Linked DNA regions of Mus musculus: region 2 is linked to region 1. The links are chromatin contacts, called in public HiChIP or PLAC-seq maps. All regions are on one chromosome and are shown on one strand. Each heading gives the region's core, a stretch centred on a gene start, on an enhancer-like site or on the middle of the called end of the contact. The rest is flanking DNA. Distances are from core to core; before and after follow the strand shown. Region 1 holds the start of Disp2 (dispatched RND tramsporter family member 2). Region 2 has its middle 16 kb from the start of Pak6.

What was found. HiChIP or PLAC-seq counts read pairs in DNA pulled down with a chosen protein or histone mark.
Region 2: a contact with region 1 is called in an H3K27ac HiChIP or PLAC-seq map of microglia, with 4 times the contacts expected there. The contact joins the enhancer-like site here to the promoter of Disp2 in region 1. A contact is called at or near these places in 12 of 39 promoter capture datasets (the C10 cell line, the HPC-7 cell line, embryonic stem cells and 7 more), 1 of 15 datasets of contacts at CTCF or cohesin (large pre-B cells), 9 of 484 Hi-C or Micro-C datasets (embryonic fibroblasts, embryonic stem cells, liver and 4 more), 6 of 115 datasets of contacts at active chromatin or transcription factors (bone marrow-derived macrophages, double positive thymocytes, embryonic forebrain and 3 more) and 3 of 9 other capture datasets (adipose tissue, liver and pancreatic islet).

Annotation. Positions count from the first base shown.
Region 1 is chr2:118,775,406-118,782,355 of GRCm38.p6, forward strand. Disp2 (dispatched RND tramsporter family member 2) reads left to right here and starts at 4,314. Exons shown (of 8, transcript NM_170593.3): 1 at 4,314-4,539. Phgr1 (proline/histidine/glycine-rich 1) reads left to right here. Exons shown (of 4, transcript NM_001145644.2): 3 at 376-383; 4 at 2,310-2,760. The coding sequence ends at 2,630.
Region 2 is chr2:118,644,238-118,651,187 of GRCm38.p6, forward strand. No RefSeq gene overlaps it. Among named protein-coding and RNA genes, the nearest start is that of Pak6, 16 kb to the right of the region's middle. Within about 2 kb of position 2,629, at least 3 of the 459 cell types and tissues checked have an H3K27ac peak or open chromatin away from gene starts, as enhancers often do. A contact at or near this core is called in microglia, where this site is marked.

The DNA of each region.
Region 1 (6,950 bases), core at 3,064-5,563:
AAGAGGAAGAATTGGGGTTTACCACAATAGCATGTCTCCCAAGTGCCCTGAAATTTGACCAAGGTTAGGAGGGCAGACCACTGGCAGTGTGGACAAAACCTTAACCTCCTACCTGGCCCTGTGCCACCCAGGGGACTCAGCCAGCTCTTGAGCCCACAGGGATGCACAAGTAAGCTTTGTATTGACTTTCAATATGAATCTGCTGTTAGTGGATGAATGAAGGAATAACTGTCAGGCAAGTGGCCAAGTCTGAGGAGCTGTGGTGGGGGCAGGAGTGAACACAGGAACTAGCATCGGAGAAGAGGCAGGGGCAAGTTGTCCCCTTCAAAACCAAAGGACTGAAACCACTCTCTTTTCCCCCTTTCTCTCTAACAGGTGGCAAGGTAGGCACATTCTCGAGCCTTCCTCCCTCCCCTTCTTTGTGCCCCCCCCCCCCCCCCCGGCTGCTTCTTTCAGACCTCTCACCTCCTTCTTGGACCAGGACTTTGCCAAATGAAGCCAGGAAGACTCAGGCAGCAGCCTGGGAAGGGCGGAGTGCTGCCGCATCCGCCCACCCCCTGCCAACTGCAACCTTCTCCTTGGCAATCTCTCCTCTGTTTTCCCATCTGTCTCTCTCCTTTCCTTACTTCCCTCCCCTGGCCCAGCAGCCCATCCTCTCCCCTGCTAGTTCCCAGCCTGTTCTGTGCTTCCCTGGCTGGCTGGCTTGCTTGCTCTCAAGCCCCAGCCACACTGCAGGCCTGCTAGGCCAGGCTTCTGCAAGGGAAGGAAGGGAAGGCTGCCTGCTCACTACCACCCCCTCCCAACCAGCAGCAGACAGATTTCCTGGCCTGCATCTGTGACCCTGCCATAGAAGGGTGGGAAGTGGCTGTTTCCTAGAGTGGCTGAGCCCTGTTGAGGCAGGGACTGTTGTAAGAGGCTAGCCCCCAGTTATGGAGACTGTCTTCCCTGTAGGTATTCTGCCCTATCAGCCCCTTGGATGGCCAGAGCAGAGTAGGGAGCCATCCCACTCCTGGAACAGAGGGCCATAACCTCATTTCTACACCACTGGGCTTCAGATCCCAGTGCCCTGTGATTTTCCTAGGCCTATAGCAAGAGACAAACACTGCTGGTCTCCAGCCAAGAAAGGTGGAACAGTTCTCTCCCAGGCCTCTTAGATCTGAGAAGTGGAGCTTTCACTTCTTCCTGATTAGGTCTGGCAGCTGCTCGGGGGCATTATAGGCTCATACCTAGACGCCCTGTGTGAACATATGTGTACAGATGTGTACAGATGTGTACATGCTTATGTACCCACCTGCAGGCATATATCCAGACATCGCTATTTTGTTGTGGTGTTTTGTTTTTACAGTACTAGGTTTATGGTTTGTGGACAAATTCTCTACCATTGAACTCCATACCCAGACAAGCTTTAAAATTTTATTTAGTTACTTTTATTTGTGAGACAAGATCTCATTATGTAGCCTTGGCCTGGCCTGAAGCTCACTATGTAGATCAGACTAGCCTTGAACTCATAGAGATCTGCCTGGTTCTAGCCTCTTGTGTTGCTAGAATTAAAAAGCATGTACCAACATACCTGGCTAAAAATTTAAATACAAGGCTTCATTCTATTGCCCTGGCTAATCTGAAACTCACTATTTAGATAAGGCTAGTCTTGAACCCACAGAGATCCACCTGCCTCTGCCTCCTTAAAGGGTTAAAGTGCCACCACACTCCACAACCATAGCTATTGTGTATACATTTAACACACATCTATCTATACACAACATATCCTTGCTGTCCACCCTCTACCTTTGACCTGTTGTTCTTCTTGGAGCCTGGCTTTCTCCCTCCTTGGCTTTCAGGGAGTTCTTCTCCAGCCTCCCAGACCCTGGCTTTCTCTCTGCCGGGCTCTCAGGGGATTCTTCTCCAGCCTCCTCAGCTTCACCTTTGCCCCTGAGTGTAGTAAGCTGTCATTTCTAGCAAGGCAGAACTTGTAGACATTTTGCCAGGGCCTCCAGGATGGGGAAGATAATCTTGTTTCTTACAAATAAATAACTGAAGATTCAGGAAAAGAGGTCACAGCTCTGCAAAAGGGATAAACCTAAAGCATCCAGACTCTTTCCCCTTTTCATTGCCTGATACTAAAGGGCTTCACTGCAAAAGAAGCAGGGCTAGGAGCAGTTCCTTGCTATCTGTATCACCCAACTTCCTACTACACCCCTTGCAGATGCCCAGGAATCCTGAGTCCCTTGGGGAGGGGACGTAAAGAAGAATCGACTGCAGCCATTGGCATTGGCTTTGTACCCTGGCATTTCTCTTTTGGCTTTCCACAGGGGCATTGTGGGCCACCCCCTGGCCATGGTCCGGGACACTGTCATGAGGGACATCACCCTCCAGGACCTGGTGGTCCACACCCTGGCCATGGCCCAGGACACTGTCCTGGAGGACATCACCCTCCAGGACATGGTGGCCCATCCCATGGCCATGGCCCAGGGCACTGTCCTGGAGGACATCACCCTCCAGGACATGGTGGCCCATCCCATGGCCATGGCCCAGGGCACTGTCCTGGAGGACATCACCCTCCAGGGCATGGTGGCCCATCCCATGGCCATGGCCCAGGGCACTGTGGCCCTCACCCTGGTCCACATCACTGAGAAATCAGAAGAAATGAAGACACAAGATGAGGAGTCTGCATGGAATCCCCAGCTGACCTGGCACCGGGTCTAAACTAGAATTTTCCCTTGCAAATAAATAGCCTCTTGGAGGCCATATTTGTTGTTGTTAGAGACTGTCTTTCTTCATATCCGACTGGTCCTCAGAGCCCAGTTCTATCTAAATTTCATTACTATGAAGGCCAGATATCCGTCTTGGCATTCTCAGAAACTTGACTGAGTGGTACCCACAACATATCGCTGCTGAAGATCACTGATCTGATGGGGGCTTCCACAGCTCTGAGTACATTCTCACCATTTCCTGAAAACATACTGAACTCCCAACCTTCTTTTGTTACAGTCTCCTAAATCCCACTCCAGGTGAAGCATGCTCTGCCTGTCTTTCATGCCTTCACATTTCCAAAACCTCCCCAGCCAGCCGCAGCTCCACTGTCTCCAGGAAGCTTGCTTTAAAGCTATTCGAAAGAAATGTCTCTCTTTGTACCCTGCCCTTTCTCTGCCACAAATTGTAGATCAGAGGTGCTATCAACCATCTCCTAGGTCTAGCCACACCCTGGCCTCCTGGCACTGATTTAAGGCTGCCTTTATCTCTGCAGCCAACTGTAAGTCACTCAAGGCACTTACTTCTAAACCTCCAGATCCACTCAGCCCGGGCTCTAGAACCCGTGCCTGCCTAGACCAGCACTTGGACACAATTAAGGGATATCTTTAAGCCAAATCTCTTGAGTCTGACTCTCCTCAGCCCATTGCTTCTAGCTTGTCACCTCCATGCACAGCACAGCCAGGCCCAAAACAGCCTGCTTGTTGTGAAGTTTTTTTGTTTTTTTTTTTTTTTGTTTTTGTTTTGTTTTTGTTTTTTTGTTTTTTGTTTTTTGTTTTTTGTTTTTTCTTTTGCCTAACCAAATCTACCAAGGACTCCTCTACACTGAGGCTTCTCCTACTTCTGGTATTCACTATAATTCAACTACAGTTCTCTAGCCAGGCCTGCCCTTCCGACCAACACCTCAATTCCTTCACAGCTAGTCCCTCGTCGGGGCTGGCAAGTGCTCCGAAGTGGGTGGCTATCAGGTCTCTCTGTAGGTGGAGAGTGGTGGTAACTGCATGAAAGGGGCTGGGCATCCCTCCTCCTCTCACTCCCCCTATCCCTTGTTGCGCACTTAAAAGATTCGAGAAGAGGCTTTAATGTAGGAAGAGGCCGCAGGCTCAGAGCCAGGTCCAAAATGGGAGGAGTGACCCAACTCGAGCAGATACCCATCTCTCCCTCGGGAGGACAGAACACTGAGAGAAGCCTAGAGAAATAAGGGTATTTATGAGACCCAACCTCTCTGCTTCCCTGCGTTACAAAGTGTGGATGCCTGGGGTTCAAGTTGGGAGGATTTTACCCGGGTTGTTCCTTTTTAGTTTCTTGTAAAAAGTACAAGGCGTCCAGGAGGGACGGTCTGGCCATATTACTAAGGACAATGATGAGAGCTGGTCAGGGTAGAGAGGCCTGTACTGCAGCCTACAACCTTCGTGACAACGAACCCCCAGCCCCCCATGCTGCGGCTCTGCCGCAGCTCGTGTCCCTGTCTCCCCTCCATCCTTCCTGCCCTCTGTCCATTGGCGGATTTCTCTTCGGCCCCGCCCAGCGACTGGCCTCTGGAGCTGACGCATGCGCAAGATCCCACCGCTGCCGCTGCTTCAGCACCAGAGCCCGGACAGCGGCGCCGCCCACGGGCATGGACGGTGGTAGCAGCCCCAGCTGCTGCAGCGATCTTCTCTTTGCCAGTTTCTGAACCGCAAGCAGCGGCCTGAGGGGAATACATTAGCCCCAGAAGGCAGCTGCCGGAACAAGTAGGAAGAACCCCTCCGTAGATCCTGCTGGAAGATCTTCTCAGTAAGCCTGCATCAGGTATCCTAAATAGCCGCCGCCACATATCACCTCATCCATTCCCCAGCTCTCTTCTGAAAGCCTTTTCCCGAGGCGAGTATGATTGTACACCTTCATTTTGCCTGGCTAGTTCATCCTCTCTCATCGACACTTGATAATACCAGTTCTCGTTGCTTTCACCTCCTGGGGGACCTGCCCCACCCACTGTTCTCTCCTTTCCCCTAAGGCCGCAGATGTCCATTTCCTTAGCTTCTAGAGCTTCCCCAACTCCCTGAGGCCTTGCCTCTGCGTCTTTGCAAAAGGCCTCAGGACCGCAGCTATGTCGGTCTGCATGTCAGTGAGCAAAGGGGTGTGCATGTACAACGGGGGGAAAAAAGGCTGGCCAAAGCAGGTATCCTAGGGAGAGAAGGCGACATTTGGGATCTACACCACGGGCTGACTGTCTGTCCATCACCATCAGTTCCTTGTCTGCCCACTGCCATCGGTTGCTCTGCTGCCCAGCAAATCGTTGTTTGTTTTCCCTGCATGGCCTCCTGCTTGTGTACACACTGGCTTTAGCCTCCGTGTATGGCAAAAACTAGACTGAAGCCATGACCGCTGAAGGAGCCTGGGGGGGGGGGTGGAAGAGAAAAAAAAAAACCACCTTCCCACTGAGCGCCCATTCCCAGAACTGGGTACCCTTCATTTTTCTGACTTCATCAGACGTGTGGTGGAACAGTCTGGCCAGGTAGCAATATGGCGCCATTTGTGTGTCCTGCCTGACTCTGCCGCCCCCAGAATCTCTCTTCAGACATGACACTTCATCTCTTTCCTGCCTGGACTGAAATAAAAGGCATTTTTAAGAGGCAAAAGGCAGTTGCAGACACCTTATCTCAGATTATCGGATTTAAATTGTACATTCTGTTTCTCAGAAGCAGGAGAAAGCCCCACAGGTGGAAGCAAATGTTTTCTCCCTCTTTTATTAAATTATTACCCTGAGAGAGATAAAATCTTATTCAAGAGGGCAAATCACAGTATGGGTATATTCTCCAGACCAGAGCACAGGCCAGGGACTCTGCTTGGAGCCACAACCTGACCAAAAGAAGGTGGGACTGGGGCTGGGGGTAGGGGTTGCAGCTCAGTGATAAAGCATTTTTTTCTAGCATTGGCAAAGCCTTAGGCTCCATCCCCAAGCACTGCAGAAAAAAGGGGGGGGAGAGGAGGGAGGGAGGGAACAGTGACAAATCAGGGCAGGGCCCAGGACCAGGAGCATCTGTACAAGGGGCTACAGCATCATTGGCTGTCTGGCACATCTTGCCAAGGAACAGTCCTGTCTGGTCTCTTCATTTCTCCCAGGCATGGGAACTACTTGTTCTCTTCCAGCAGTCCTCTGGAACCCCTGCTGATCTCTGAAGTTCCCCAGAGACCGTGGATACTACACAGGCATAACAATTTTGTTCAACTCAAGAGAAGAAACACAAATATGCTCCTGTTGAATCAAGCACCACCCTGGGGATAGTTATACCATAAAAAGTACATACTATACACATCACACACACACAGAGATAGACACACACAGACACACTACACCACAAAATTATCACACAGACACACACAAACACACTACACAACAAACTCACATCACACAGACACACACATACACACAAACACACACACACACACACCACACACACACACACACACACACACACTGCAGTCCTTTCCTCCCAGTTCTAGAGATGAAACTTGAGCCTTATGTGTACAAAGAACATTACATCCTCATTTCCACCCTCAAGGTAACATGCAATTGTGATGCCAGCCCTCAGGTGGCTGAACAGGAAGATCACAAGTTCAACGCTACTCTAAACTACATAGACCTTGCTTTCTCCCTTTCCTTGGCCTCCCAAGACCCTTCCTTTTGGCCCCGCCTCTGCATCTTCACCTAGCCTACAGAGAGAGTATCTGTCTTTAAAAAAAAAAAAATTCAAGCGTGGTAGCAAATTAACCCCAGAACTCACTTGGGAAGCAGAAGCATAGAGTTCAAGGCCATCCCGATATGCAATCTCAGTTTGGGAGGCTAAGGAGGGGAGTGCCATGACTTTGAGGCCAACCTGGGCTATATATCAAAAGCAAAAGGGGTGGATAGAAAGAGAGACAGAGAGACAGAGACAGAGACAGAGATCTTGTTTGCCTAGGCTGGCCTCCAAGTACTCTATCTCCAGGCACAACTTTCAGTTCTACAGTAATTTATAAAGTCATTGGCTTCAGAGATGTTTGAATAGTTAATTATTTGTACTTTTAAAATGACCATTGCCTTTCTTAATAGTATGAACAGCTCCCCTCATCTGTCCTGGTCACTCTGTGGGACCACAGTGACATCCAGATGAGTCTCTGAGTTCAGGGAAAGATTATTTCATACAGAGTTGTCCCTTCTGGAGCGCCTGCATTGGGGC
Region 2 (6,950 bases), core at 1,379-3,878, 130 kb before region 1:
TTCTAGTCACTTGCTTCTCCCCCACCCTCCAGCCATCTCAGAACTCATCTCACATGGCCCCAAGTCCCAACGAATTTGTCGTAGTCTACAGAACACTAGCTGCCCAGTTCCCTGATGTCTCTGCTTCCTTACTCAAGGTCAACCCACGTCCCTCTGGCCACTCTTGTCTGCCTGGAATTCTTTTCCAGTTCAGTGGATGACATGTGATCCCATGTGTGCTTGTATATACAAACCCTTTTTCTGTTTTCTCACTACTACTTAAACTAAGGGCAGGAATTTGTGTTCTTAACTCTAATACCCCAGTTAAATGCTTGCCTTTATAAGAGTTGCCTTGGTTATAGTGTCTCTTCACAGCAATAAAACCCTAACTCAGACAGTATTTTTCCTGCTTTTATGTTTGTATACAGCATGCATGCCTGGTGGCTGGAAGTCACATGAGGGTGTCCAATCCCCTGGAACTGGAGTTACGCATAGTTGTGAGCCACCACGTGGGTGGGTGCTGGAAACTGAACTCAGGTTCTCTGTGAGAGCAGTGAGTGCTCTTAACCACTGAGCCGGCCCTCAGATCTTCATTTTAAAATCATTAAAGAGAATGCATCTAAATGTCTATTTGTAGTATGCTGAAAATTCAATGGTGTCTTAATGTTTTGTGATCTGTTAGAAGTTTTCAAAATCACTATTTCTGTTACTGTTACATTTCCTTATGTCTGTGAACAAGGACTGAGTGACATACAGCCCTTTTTTTTTTTTTTTCAAAATATTTAAGTGGCCCTTGAAATGACTCAGTGGGTAGAGGTGCTTAGCGCCAAGCCTGACAACCTGAGTTTGATCTCTGGGACCCATGTGATAAAGTAGTGGGACCTATGTGATAGAACTCCCAACTGTTCTCAGACCTCCACACATGGGCTATGGCATGCACGTGTGTGTGTGTGTGCGTGTGCGTGTGCGTGTGTGTGTGTGTGATGGCTCAGCAGGCAAAAGCCCTTGTCACCAAGCCTGATGACTGCTAGAGTTAGATTCTTGGGCCCCACACAGTGGAAGGACAGAACCACTTCTTACAAGTTGTCCTTGTGCATGCACACATATACAAATAAATAAAATGTAACTTAGAAATACTGCTCTGGAATAAAAGCTTGAGTTTTCATACGCTGGTTCCGTATGGTTATGTGGTGGATGTCAAATGACCATCTGTAAACACGCTGTTTCCTCCATCAAAGCACCTGCTTCTGCTGTTGCTCCTGGGAGGCTCCTGTGGCCGTCTTGAAGCCGAGCAGTAATCTGTCCATGAGTTCACATCATCCTCTCCCTGTGACACTGAGGTTGCCCAGACTGCTAGTTTTCCCTTGTAAGCAAGGGACCATGTATCTACTGTCACTCTGTGCCCAGTAATGTGTATTGTGGGAAGCCACATGTGCCGTTGCAGGGTGGCGCTGGTTACAGCTGGCCGCCACGCATACATAGGCAGTAAAGTTTGCCAAGATGAGGTTTTGAGAATTAATCAGATGAGAGACAAGTTAACCAATCAGATGAGAGACAAGTTAACCAATCAGATGTAGGCATGCAAATGAGGTGGTAAGCATAATCCATGCATAACCAATCCGGGTGTGAGACATGCCTCTCCTAGGCCTATATAAGCAGCACCAGTTCTGGGCTTGGGGTCTTTTCACCTCTGCAATCAAGCTCTCCCAATAAACGTGTGCGGAAGGATCCTGTTGCAGCATCGTTCTTGCTGGCGAGTCAGGGCGCGCATGCAAGACTATATAATTCTCAAAAATGAAAATCCAGGAAGGATCCAGCTACAAATTCAGGGACAAATTATAGTGGTTGCAGGTTAATGTCTGTCCTTAGTGTTAGATCTCACTTTCAGTACACCATTTTATTAGGCTAATGTAGCACGCTAAATGATTGTTAAGTTCACGTTATGATAGGCTTCACTGTCTAGGTTGTTATGCCAGGCGCAGTGGGGCACAGCTGTCATGCAGGAGCTGCACTGGGCAGAGAGCTTGCCGGTGGCCTGGGCTAGATCCTAGAGACGATCTCTTTTTTAAAAAGTTGTTTCTAAAGGGTATTCTCTGTGACGTGGACATTGTATTTCCATGTACACTTAATTTAGGTCCATGCTCAGCTGGAAGAGTTGGATGCCTCTGTCTGTCTGCTCCAGTTTCAGAGCCGTTTTAACTTGCCAGCCTGGTCATGTGGGCCTTTTCCTCTAATTGCTGCTCTTCCAAGATTTGCAAAGTGAGGGTTGCACTTCATAAAACAACTACTGGACTAGGGATATGGCTCGCTTGGCAGAGTGCTTGCCCTGGCATCCTCCACATCCTGGGTTTGATTCCCAGCACTGCATCCTGCAGTGGAAACTTAAGGGTTCTTAGGAAAGTCAGTTTTATGGTGTCTTGCTGGGGCAAACATGTGAATGAATATTTCACTGAAGCAGACACAGGAGAGAAAATTTTCTGCTAAAGCAAACATGTGAAAGGACCCATGATGGAGGATTCTTTGCTAAGGACTCGAACATTGGTCCACCTTCCACTGAGTAGTTGAGCTGGACTCCTCAGACTCCAGCTGATTGGATGCACCTGCAGAGGCAGGGCACGTGGAGGACACATGATGTCTGGAGGGTATAAATAGGACTCGGACCGAGTGACAGAGAGCTTGGCCTGCTGACACAGCTAGTTTGTGCTACTCTTGTGGGTCTTGAGTCTTTGCTGATTTTCGTTTCCCTGAGAGAAACACAGCTGAGGAACTTCTCCTGGTGTCCCTCTGGGTCCCTCCTGCTGACTGGAGCTGAGGCTGAGGCCTGGCTGTCCCTGCTAGGTCCTGTCACCGTTGCTGCTAACCACTTTTCTGAACTGGACTGCTTGTGTATCCGTGAAATGTTTGAGTGGATCGAGCTGCCGCTGCCTTCTAGCCTGTGAACTGATGACTTCAGACAACACAGACGGGAGTTGCTTCAAAGAACCTTTCTAAACAGGTTCACTTCTAAACAGGATGGGTTCCCATATCCTTTCTTTTCAACTACCTCTGGTGGGTAGTGGGCTAAAGGGAGGTTAAAGTGTTTAAGAACCATCATTAAAAAATAGGATGTGAAAACTTAAAGTTGCAGCATACATCAGCCGCACTGGTACTCCTGTAACCCCAACCCTGGGGAGGTGGAGGAGGAGCTTCGGAAGCTGATTATCTTCAGCTATACAGTGGGCTTGTAGCCTACCTGGACAGAAAGTTGTAGAATAAATCCATAGAGCCATGCTTGGTGGCATACACCTCTTACCCAATACTCTAGCAATAGAAGCAGGTGGGTGTCTGTGAGTTTCAGGCCAGCCAGGGTACATAGTGAGATTCCCCCCCCCCACCATCTATAAATAAAGTAAAACCACCAAAAATCTGTAAACAAGAGATGAATATGGATTTATTAGCTTTTCTATTTTAAAATTGAAAAAAAATGTAGTGCTACACTAAAGTACTAGTAAAGGCAGAAAAAGAAGCACACATGAAGTTTCACTGAGGTTGGCTGGGGATAATAGCTAAGGGTGAGTAACTGTGACGAAGCTGCATTAAGCACAGGGGTCAGACACATAAGCTGGACATAGGACACAAGGTGACTTCCGCTGACTTCTTCCAGATCTAGGGCATCACTACATAGTAAGAAAGCCATTGCTCAGGATTCAGATCGGCATGCCCTCCGCCCCAGTGCGTGGAGCACTGGCCAAGGCTCTTTCACGGGCTGCATAACTTATTGCATTTTCCTTATGTTAGCTTTGCATTCCCGGTTCAGGTGAGCTCTGTGGGGGTGGGAGTGGGTCCTCCTAACAGTCAGTTAGGATTTACATCGCGTGAGTCAACTTTACGGGTCTGTACCTGCCTAGAAGCTCTCAGGGTGTGATCCCAGCCAGACAAGACAAAGTGTGGAGGTCAGAAAGCTGACTTTTTGGTTTGCTTGTTTATTTTGTTTTTAAGATGGCCTCACTGTATAGCACCAATGGCCTAGAACTCATTGTGAAGATCAAGCTGGCCTGAGACTTATGGTGGTCCCCCTGTCTCTGCCAGGCCTAGAAATGCTTCCTTTGAAGCCAGAATAATTGGACCTGACTTTTAGCTGTGACTTTAACTTCCCTGAGCCACTGCCATCCTCTAAATGACACTACCCCGAGACCCTGCTTCACATGTTGAAAGCTGATGGTCTCTGCATAAGCATGTGTGTCGGTTTAGTTCTAACGTTTACTGAGGTAACGTCTGTAAAAACCTCTCCAGACCGAGATCCCGGCTGACTGATTGGAGCCTTGCTATCACGCATGTGCAGAGCAGTGCTCTTCTGTGCTTTCCTGCAACCTTTATATCACGATAAACCACAGTGCTAGCAGGATTCTATTTGTTATTATTTCTCTCTCTGTGTGTGTGTGTGTGTGTGTGTGTGTGTGTGTGTGTGTGTGTGTGTGTGTGTGTGTCCATTCGTGACCATGTCTGAGTCTGGTCTTTCTTTAGACACTCCATGTAGCCCTAGCTCTCCTGGATCTTAATATGTAAAGCAGGCTGACCTCCATTCCCAGAGATCCTACTGCCTCTGCCACCTGAGTGCTAGGATTAAAGGTGTGCACCACCGCATACCCTCATCCACCCTTTTACAGCACGCTATTCACAAGCCATCACGTGAGACGCTGAGGATGGAGCCCAGGGTGCTGCATGTTCCCCAGTCACATAACACACTTTTCAAAAGCAATTATAACCCGGTGGTCCTATATTCCTAGGAACAGGATTTTTAGTTACAGATAGAAGACTAAAGCAACTGTTATGAATCCTACTGTGCCCCAGCTTCAAATAATTTGGGTTCTTTCCTTGGCAGAGTAACACAGTTTAAAGGGAGATATACTATATACAATATTTATTACCATGTCCCAGAGAGTGGGTGGATTGTTACAAGATGGGTAACAAAGAAAGGACAGTGACTGTGGAAAGGGAAAGATCACACCAGATCCTAAGAGCCGCTCTGAGGCCAGCGGCTGGCTGTCTTGCTTAGGAGGAGTTTGTGAGGCTGGCTTGATACCTCCACTCCGTATCCAGGCAGCGGAAGTGATACGGACAGTTCCTGGTGTTTTGATTGGCACCAAGTGCTACAACTCCTCCTCCTACTTCAGCGAGGTATGTTTAAAGGCATTTTGGGAGCAAGAGACATAGCTCAGTGTCCGAGTGTTTGTCTAGCATTTGCAGGACCCTAGGATCCATCACTAGCATAATGAAGATAAATGATTAATTTTTAATGAAAATTGGGACCGGGGTGTGGCTCCGTGGTACAGCACTTGCTTTGCACACATGAGTCAGACTGTAGTGAGAATTCTGGAGTTTGGTTTCTCTTAAAAACACAGAAACATTATAAGAACATGCTTTTGTTTTAATCCCATGTGTGGGATAAGGGGCTGCTTTGGACTGTCCATACCAGCTGACCCTGATTTGCCTCATGCTCTAGCAGAAGTGTGGTTTTGCCAGCTGCTATGAACAGACACCATGACCAAGGCAACTCTTATAAAAGAAAACATTTAATTGGGGCTGGCTTACAAGTTCAGAGGTTCAATCTAGTATTATAGCAGGAAACATGGCAGGCTACAGGCAGGCATGGTGCTGGTAAAGGAGCTGAAAGTTCTACATCTCCATCTGAAGGAAGCCAAGAGGAAAATGTCCACCACAGGCAGCCAGAAGGAGGCTGCCTTCCACACTGGGTGAAGCCTGAGCATAAAAGACCTCAAAGCCTTCACAGTGACACAAAAGACCTCAAAGCCTTCACAGTGGCACACCTCCACCAACGAGGCCACACATACTCCAATAAAGCCATACCTCTTAATAGTGACACTCCCTACCTACGCCTAAGCATTGAAACACTTGAACCTATGGAGGTCAAACCTATTCAAACCACTACACCATCAAAGCTGATAGGATTAGAACTGGGCAGGAGACGTCTCCTGGAAACCTTGGCCATGACCTGAAAAGCACTGACTTCTTTGAAAAATGTCTGTTTATAATTTCCCACACAGTTAATGAGAGAGCACAGTTAATGACTTAACAACAGAAGGGGGAAGTGTAGTGAGAATTCTGGGATTTCGATTTCTTTTAAAAACACATCAATATTCTAAAAATGTGCTTTCATTTTAATCGCAGGTACAGGGATGCTGGGCTGCTTTGGACCGTCTGCAGCTCTGACTATGATTTGCCTCATGCTCTAGCACAAGCGTGGTTTTGCCAGCTGCAGGTATTTCCTGCAATTGTGTAGCATTTTGGAATTCTGGAAACTTTTCAGAGGGTTTTAAAAGGCAGAGGGTCAGTGATTATTGTTCATTCAGAGGGTGTCTTAGGGTTTTACTGCTGTGAACAGACACCATGACCAATGCACCTCTTATAAGGACATTTAATTGGGGCTGGCTTACAGGTTCAGTGGCTTAGTCCATTATTATTAAGGCAGGAACATGGCAATGTCCAGGCAGGCATGGTGCAGGAGGAGCTGAGAGTTCTACATCTTGTTCTGAAGGCAAACAGAAGAGTGACTTCCAGGCAGCTGGGCGGGGGTGGGGGGGGTGGGGGGGTGGGGGGGTGGGGGGGTGGGTCTCAAAGCCCACATCCACAGTGACACACCTACTCCAACAAGGCCACACTTCCTCATAGTGCCACTCACCCGGCCAAGCATAGACAAGCATCACAGAGGGATTGTTCTTGTTTGTTAGTAGGTGCTCAAAAAAGAAACAAAAGGAAGGAAATTAAAATTCAGGGCTCTCTCTCTCTCTCTCTCTCTCTCTCTCTCTCTCTCTCTCTCTCTCTCTCTCTCTCCACCCCCTCTAAGGGATAAAGACCTCTAAGGGATAAAGGGTGGGGAAAAGACCCACAAAGTAGCAAAGACTAGATACATCAGGCACTGATTTCAATCTCAGCAGCACAAAAGCAAAATACAACAGCTTGGGGAGTTGTTC